Linked DNA regions of Zea mays: regions 2 and 3 are each linked to region 1. The links are chromatin contacts, called in public Hi-C maps. All regions are on one chromosome and are shown on one strand. Each heading gives the region's core, a stretch centred on a gene start, on an enhancer-like site or on the middle of the called end of the contact. The rest is flanking DNA. Distances are from core to core; before and after follow the strand shown. Region 1 holds the start of LOC606487. Region 2 has its middle 14 kb from the start of LOC118472905. Region 3 has its middle 21 kb from the start of LOC111589745.

Region 1 (2,700 bases), core at 3-2,502:
TGGTGAGATGACATCATTTCTTATATTAGTACTAACTAAATATGAGGATTAAGATAGTGATGGATCAACTTATTCCATTATACAAACCAAAAAAAATGTGTGGAGTGTGAAGATGATGGACTAGCTCATTCTTCAAACTAAACACCCCACTAATATCTACTTTAGTTCTTCTATTTAGCAAAAAAAAAGGTTAAAGGTTAGTTTGTGAACCCATTTTTCCAAAGGTTCTCATTTTTCAAAAGAAAATTATTCAAAAGAAAATTAGTTCATTTTCCTTTAAAAAAATAGAAATCCTTTGAAAAAATAAAGTTCCAAAGCTACCCCTAAACGACAACTAAAGATTAGTCCTCAAACAAAAAGACCTAAAATCAGTTACTCTACAGTACACAGGAGAAGGTACAGGAGAAGGTACGGAGGTGGTCTGTAGCCCTTGAATCCTTCCCAATTTCAACTTGACTTCCTAGCAAATCTCAACTGCAGCTGTTGAATTCTTTCCCCAATTCCAAATTACTCCCCTTAGAGTGTACGAAATTTCAATATGACATCATGAGCACTTAACAGAGGTCTAAACGTCAAACTCTTCCCATGTTTTAAATGACTTTCTATGACAGCTTAAGTTTATCTATGCATCTACTACTTCGTAGATTTAGTGGAAATACAGATCTCCAAATAGAGCAACTGCCAGCTCAAATTACTCACACAAATGTTGCCGCAAAGCTCATACGGGTTTCCGGTTCAGCATAGAGATCAGCAGTAGGGCAAACTAATTTAAATCACACCTATAATTACTAAGTAACCACGAAAAGCATGTGCAATAAATTCGTTGCATGCACATATCAATACTCCACCCATAATAAATCTGTGTGCACAACCGTGGACATCAAATCGTCTCAGGCTACATCAATCAACATAATCCCTGGACGGAGACGGACTGTACGGACCCGCTAAAATCCCTAAAATCCTGCCCACTACACGCGCCGCACCCTAATCACCCCCGAACACAAGCATCCCAGATGCGATTCAGAGCAAATTTGAACAGGGGGGCGACCGCATAATAAGGAAACCAAAGACGAATCGATTTGAACCGCGGAATCCCCTAAACAGCTTTCCAAACAAAATCACGGGAATGGGGATCGAGGAAGACGAGGCACGGGGACGCGTACCAGCTTGCCGGCTTCCTGGGCCTTGGTCATGTGGGCGTCGAACTCAGCCTTGCTGTGGCACGCGATCACGACTCCCTGCTCGGACGCCATTGATCTCTTCTTCCTCGGTGTCGGTGAGATCGAGAGCTTCTGTTCGTTGTGATTGCAAGGTACCTTTGGTGGCCTCATCCGGTGCGCGTGCACGCGACATTTATAGGCGCAGCGACTGGGTTGAGAAATGACCGGAAAGCCCTGGCGGCCCACGTTGCGGTTACGGGCCGCGTACGCGGGGTTACGTACGTCACCGCGCTCGTGGGCGGCTGCCGTGTTATTTTCTCGAATTCTCGAAGGTTCCCCACTTGTGCTTGTCGACGGCCCGCAAAATATAAACTTGACCGGTCAGCGTATTTGAAACTTGACCGTTAATACATTTATTATTTATCTATTTTAATTATATTTTAAAATGTGTATGGCTACGTTAATATAAACTTGACCGTTTATATTGATACGGTTATTTAAATCTGAACGAGTAGCTACCACGGGCGTGTTATCTTTTTAAAATGTTTTAAAATGCATTTTAAAAACCGTATGGATATTTTTAGCAAATGTGTAGAATTTTTTAATGGAAACTTATTCTAGTTGGTAGTTCTCTTGTGGCATATTATAAGACGTTTTAACATTTTTTGTAGTATAATATATATATATATATATATATATATATATATATATATATATATATATATATAGAAAAATAATAAATCTAGAAAAAATAAAATACCTTATAATTTAAAACAATGGAAAATACAATCCATGTCGTTTGGGTTTGAGGTTGCAACTACTAACTACATTAGTTGCAATAATAGTCATAATTAGGTTTTATTTAGTTTAGCTATAGATTAATAAAAAACTAATTCTAACTGTTATCTATGAGAAAGTTGTTATGAGGTAGGGTAGAAGGCGATTATCAATTGAACTAAAAATTATAATTTTTTAAAAAAATATTCTGTTTTTGTCATCGCTTAATTGAGATTCTAGATTTTAGTATTAAATTTGGTTTAGAAACGTGAACCAAATACATTCTTAATTTGTTGGATTGCATGTGTTATTTTACGCTCTTGTAGTCGTACCTGCATGACAAGGTATGAGGGAAATCACTACATGTTTGGTTCAGCTTTTTTTTGACAAGTTTTTCTAAAAATTTAGCTGTAGGAAGAATCTGACTGTATAGAGAATCTGAGTATCATTAAGATTACATGCGGATGAAAATAAAGGTGTACATAGGGCTCAGAATCTAGAAAGTGACGGATTTCTACTATTTCAACGACTCAACCGTATATGTGTTTATGTTGATTTTTGAATAATTTTTACTCAAACGAATTTTATAAAAACTGTCTGAGAAGCTAAGTGTTTGGCTGTCCGCAGCTTTTGGTGGCCAAAAAGCTAAAAAAACTGAAAAAACAGGGGCGTATGTAAATGCATAGCCATAAAACCTAGGACATGACACAAGATTGAGCCTGGCCCATGAGACAATTTGGTTATCTGGAAGCTTACTTATTTG
Region 2 (2,700 bases), core at 4-2,503, 590 kb before region 1:
TTATTTGATTGTGCATCTATAAATAATAAAATTAATAATATAAAAAACAATACATTGATATACAAACTAGAATTTAAAACCTAAATGGGGAGCAAAACTTTGGAGAAAGAGAAGAGAATACCACATAAAATAAAGGAAATAAATATATTCTTTTATCATAAGATTTGAATTTGTACATTGATATATGTGCAAGTCACAACCAAATTTAAATTCTAAATTCGAAATCAAAAATGGGAAAATGAAATAAAAAAAGAAAAGAAGAAAGAACGTGAATGGGTCCAAACTTTTCCCTCAGCCCACTCCTATTTCCCTAACCGGTCATTGCCCTGTTATACCGCACGACCAGGCTCACGCCTCCCTAGAGTGCGCCGACGGGTGGGCCCGCTCGGTCGGTGACTCTGGTGCGCGCCTGCATCCGTTCGTCGACACTGGCAGCGGGACCCTATCGTCAGGTGCGTCTCCTTCCCCTTGCGTTTAGGAGTTTGTTGCAGCGAACGCCGAGTCCACCGGAGTCTGTTCGATTCGGTGGGTCCGTGATGGGGGATTGACTGGGGGCGGAATCTTCAGCGCGCATAAAGGGCGAACCCATCCCCTCTAATCTAGACCCTATTCCTCCACTTGAACCCCACCGTTGGCGTGAACACCGAGCGAAGAACCAAAAGAAAGTCGCCGCCACCGCTGTACTTCCTCCTCACCGTCGTTCAATGCGCCGACATTAGCTGTTGGGCTTCGCGATGTCAACGGGGCGGGAATCAGAGCCTCGCCAGGGGAGATTGGGAAGCGGGGTTGAGGTTTCGCTCTCGAAATTAAGACTCATGACCGATTCGACCGAGTCCTAGACCATCAGCGTCGCTGCTTCCTCCGCCGTTGAGGTAACCTTCATCATGTCCACTCTCGTCTCCGCCTTCTCTAGGTCCTGTTAGGACGCGTGATTAGGTACGGTTGGGAGCTTAATTGCTCGCCGGTGGCGGGCAGAGTCACCGTGTCACCTTGTTCGGGCGCAGGGGGGGTTTGAGCGGGCAGATCCATACGGGTTGGCTAGCGGCGTCATGGCGTTCGGTCCTCGGTCGTGTTCGTTAGAACCATATGGCTCATAGGACGACGTAGCCAACGCCGACGGGGCTTACTCCGTTGCGGTGACATGTGCGCCACTCAGTGCGCTGACAGGAGGTAGGAGACGACTAGGTACCGGTCGACAGTAGCTTGGGGGAGAAGCATATGCCGTTGATATCTAGTTCAACGGCTAAGATTAGGAGCTGGCGTACTGATTGGGGAAACTGTCATGGAACGTTAGATCGTGATCCAGTGGCGCGGAGTGGATCTATGACTCATTAAATTCGGGTCGTTCACTGTTGATCCAACGACTTCACGCGCGTTACGTTTCATAAAACTTAGATTCAATCTGATGGATCCACGTCTGATCCAACAGCCCATTGTGGCCGATACCTCTTCGCAGCGCTAGTTTACATAGGGGACCCTAGAAAATCTAGGAATCAACCCGCCGTCCGTGTGGACTGTTTCCTGAGTCTTAGAAGTTTTACCCTGTAGCCCCTACACTTTCTGGAAAATGAGGCCCAGTCCAGTACAGTTTGAAATTGAATAAATAAATTGGAAAATAGATTTTTAATATGAAAATAAATGCTAGGAATTGTAAAATTCATAGCAAATTCATATGAACTCCAAATTAGTCCATTCCAGTTCCTAAAATTTTGTAGTATTATTCTCTATCGCTTAGAGTCTCTGTTTTGTCATGACAACAGTAAGAAAAATAATTTCTCATTTAATTCTATTTCAAGCACATAAAACCTTTGGAAATTCATATCTCAAAATCTATAACTCCAAAAATTATGATTTCTGTTCCTAGGATTTTATTTTAATGTGTATATTATTAGTATGTATTTTCCTTACATGTTTGGTGTGATGTTAATTTTCTCTATATTGTGCTTGTTTATATTGTGGCGAGTAGAAGAACCTGTGAGTGAGGATCATAGTGACCAGCAGATAGAAGTAGCTGAGCAGGAGCTCATTGAAGGCAAGTTGTGCCCTTGACCACTTTTTACCCAATAATGCTCTTTAATGTCACTTATTCATGCATAGGTTAATTTTGATGGGACCCGATAGGTCACCCTAGATTGTTTATCTCATTACCTTGTTTACTCCTGAATCACTTGGGTAGTTTGCTATAGTTTTACATGGTTTTGGGATAATCATTTATTATATCCATGTTCCAGTTATTTTGTTATTCTATTTATGTTCATGTCAAGATCATTAATGTTAATTGGAACATGGAGCTTAACTTGAGAAACACGTGCCACCACAAGGTTTTAATGGGACACCCTTGGCTGACTAATTAGGAAAGCTAGTGGAAGACTACCTTACCCGAAAAGGGCAAGGGCAGTAGGGGAGTTGCATGCATGAAGGTTCTCAGGTTGATTTTGCTGCGATGGCGGTCAGACGAGGGATTCTTGCAAGTGCTCTTCCCATAAACTGTAGCGCCTTTTCGGAAGCTAGTGGAACTTTGTAAATGCCTCGCAGTGTTGCCCTACCTCGCTTCTTAGGTAGAGGTGTATGGGAGTCGCGATACCTTGGCAGATGAGTAACATGACTTGTCGGTAAAGGGTACAACCTCTGCAGAGTGTAAAACTGGTATACTAGCCGAGCTCACGGTCAAGAGCAGCTCATGACTCTCTAATGATTAAT
Region 3 (2,700 bases), core at 103-2,602, 770 kb before region 1:
ATCGCTCGCTAGCCCAAGATAGGAGCGAGGCCTGCAGGGCAGCAACGACGACGCTCTACCTAAGCAGTAGCGGCTGTGGTGGTGTTGCAGACTCGCAGGGTAGGGAGGTGTAGGTGCGAGGGCTCAAGGGGTGACTTGCCCGCTGCAGTGGTGGTGAGCGCTAGATTAAGCACGGTGGGAGTAGGGCAGAAAGCATGTGGAGCAGCGATGGCGCTCTAGTAGCGACCAACATGTGTGTTGGGGTTGTAAAGCCCAAAATTCGTATAAGAGAAAATAATAAAATAAATAAATAAATAAATGATATAGTAAATTTAGATATCTCAATTTATACTTAAGCTTTGATTTTTGAGGACTGAATCTCGAAACTAAGAGTTAATTAAGAAAAGAAGTAATAAAAATATTTTCTATTCAACTAAATGATTATTCATTTCATAAAATGACTTTTATCTAAATGAGTATTAAATTTAGATGACTCAAATCTGGACTAGATTTTCTTTTTAAGTTTAACACATAAAATTGAAACTCGAAAAAAATAAATAATAGAAGACACTCCATTGATTTGTTTTATTCATAAATTATGCATATTCTTAAAATAATCAAGAAACTCTTAAATGAAAAAGCGTGGCCTGGTGGCTCCGCTGCGAACCCCAGGACCAAGGACCCCCTGGGTTTCCGCTGCCACCATCAAATCGAGGGAGAGAGATCGATGAGGGTGCCACCATCGTGCCAACCGTAGGGAGAGAAAGTGGAGTACCACCGGGGTTGATTTCATGCTGGGGCATTGTTGGGTATGGCTGGTGTTGTCTGGGAGGCGGCCGACCCTGTCGATGGGCATGGTGCAGTCGCCGTGCTCCGGGATACGCGGGGGAGTTGTGGTTCCTCGCTGGGGCTGTCCTCTGCCAGGGGCTGCGTCTCGCTGCTCGTCGGTGCCGTTGTTTGGGCACATATGTGCTCAGGATACTTCATTGATGGCCTGAGGGTGTCCCTGTGTGGTGTTGGGCGGCTGCGGATGATCAGTGCTCAACGAATTGCTCGCCGGAGATTAACTCCGCCGCTGATTTGATGCTATCCTGTGGCCAGCGATCTCCGTCGCACCTTTTCTATTGAGCTTTCTCCCATCCTGTCCGTGTTGGCCTTAGAGTCGTTTAGCGTGTTTCAATTTATCAAGTAGTGCACCAGAGCCGTGGATCACCGCACGACGGCGGGAGCTCCGCCGTCGTTCACTGCTGCGCCGCCGTGTTCAGGCTGGGGGTAGAAGATCATACGCAGAACCATGGATCCATAGATGGGCGGCCCAGATTAGGTTTAGCATACCTCCTAGGGCATTGGATCTGTGCCGTTGGATCGGTATCCTATGGCTCGAAACAGATCATGTTCCATTAAGTTGTAGCCGTTGATCTCCGATCTTGCGGCTGATAGCTATACCGGTTCAGTAAACGTTTGGATCTAATCCTCGCCACGAATCGCTGATCCAACGACCATTGCTCACCGATACCCCTTCGCCGCGGCTATTTTGTTAAAAAGCCCTCAGCGATTTAAGAAATTAACCCGCCATCCTCTGGCTGTATAAAATAAATACGGGTGGGCCCCTGGAATTTATAGTTTTGCCCCCGAACCTCTGATAATTAGTACCCGCGGCCCAGAGCTTAAATAAATCCAGTAATTAATATAGAAAAATGATTTCTAGTATAAAAATAATTCCAGAATCTTGTTTAATTCATAAGAAATTCATTCGAACTCCTTTTTGATCCGTTTTAGTTGCATTAAATTCATAGTAATATTGTTCATCCTCTAGTAATCTTATTTTAGTATGAAGCATATGGTTAAAATTATACGCTTGATTTGTTTAGTATCTACCACTTAAAACTTTGGAAAATCATAACTAATTCATTTTAACTCTGTTTCAATCCGTTCAAGTTGCGTTAGCTTCGTATAAATATTTATTATGCAGTAACAGCATTAATTATACCATATCACATAATTTTATAGTTAGATAATTATTTATTCTATGTCTACTAGATTAACTCTTCTGAATCAAAGCTAAACTGTCCATGATTATAATTTGATTAAAATATGAGCTCTAGTAAAGTTGTAATTAAGATTAAAGTTGAGTTAATTAGTTATAAAATATTCTCTCATATGATGTATACTAACCAATTCATAATATAGTTTAATATTTAAATCTCATAGATCTTCCATAAATCACAACTCCTTAATCGTAACTCTGAATTTAGCGATTCTCGAACCCACGATCTCGTAGCTACGCATAGATTATTATTATGCAGTTTATTCTTATGTTTGTTGTAATGTTAATTTTGCTTATACTATGTTTGTCTGTATTGCTACGTTTAGCAGTGAGGTCACGAGTCATCTGAAGATCATCCTGATACCTAGAATCTCAAGTCCCACACAAGTTGTGCCCTTGATCAATTTTGTTTATCTAATAATGTTCTTTATAATTATTTATTCATGCATAGGTTTAATTTTAATGGGACCTAATAGGTCACCCTAGTCTGATTATCTTTATACCTTGTGTACCCCTGAACTATTTGGGTAGTTTTGCTATTGCTGTATATGGTTTTAGGATTAATATCACCTTATGTCCATGTTCTAATTATTCTATTATTTTATTTATTGTTCATGTCAAGATCATTATTTTTAAATGGAACATGGAGTGGAATGGGACGCCCTTGGCTGACT

Evidence for each region. A called contact is a pair of places that touch in the nucleus more often than the background predicts.
Region 2: a contact with region 1 is called in a Hi-C map of ear, with 3 times the contacts expected there. The contact joins the enhancer-like site here to the promoter of LOC606487 in region 1. A contact is called at or near these places in 2 of 25 Hi-C or Micro-C datasets (ear and tassel).
Region 3: a contact with region 1 is called in a Hi-C map of ear, with 2.7 times the contacts expected there. The contact joins the enhancer-like site here to the promoter of LOC606487 in region 1. A contact is called at or near these places in 2 of 25 Hi-C or Micro-C datasets (ear and tassel).

Annotation. Positions count from the first base shown.
Region 1 is chr7:13,500,679-13,503,378 of Zm-B73-REFERENCE-NAM-5.0, forward strand. LOC606487 reads right to left here and starts at 1,253. Exons shown (of 3, transcript NM_001112341.1): 1 at 1,164-1,253. The coding sequence starts at 1,253.
Region 2 is chr7:12,914,543-12,917,242 of Zm-B73-REFERENCE-NAM-5.0, forward strand. No RefSeq gene overlaps it. Among protein-coding and RNA genes, the nearest start is that of LOC118472905, 14 kb to the right of the region's middle. Within about 2 kb of position 1,254, at least 18 of the 20 cell types and tissues checked have an H3K27ac peak or open chromatin away from gene starts, as enhancers often do. A contact at or near this core is called in ear and tassel, where this site is marked.
Region 3 is chr7:12,733,134-12,735,833 of Zm-B73-REFERENCE-NAM-5.0, forward strand. No RefSeq gene overlaps it. Among protein-coding and RNA genes, the nearest start is that of LOC111589745, 21 kb to the right of the region's middle. Within about 2 kb of position 1,353, at least 18 of the 20 cell types and tissues checked have an H3K27ac peak or open chromatin away from gene starts, as enhancers often do. A contact at or near this core is called in ear and tassel, where this site is marked.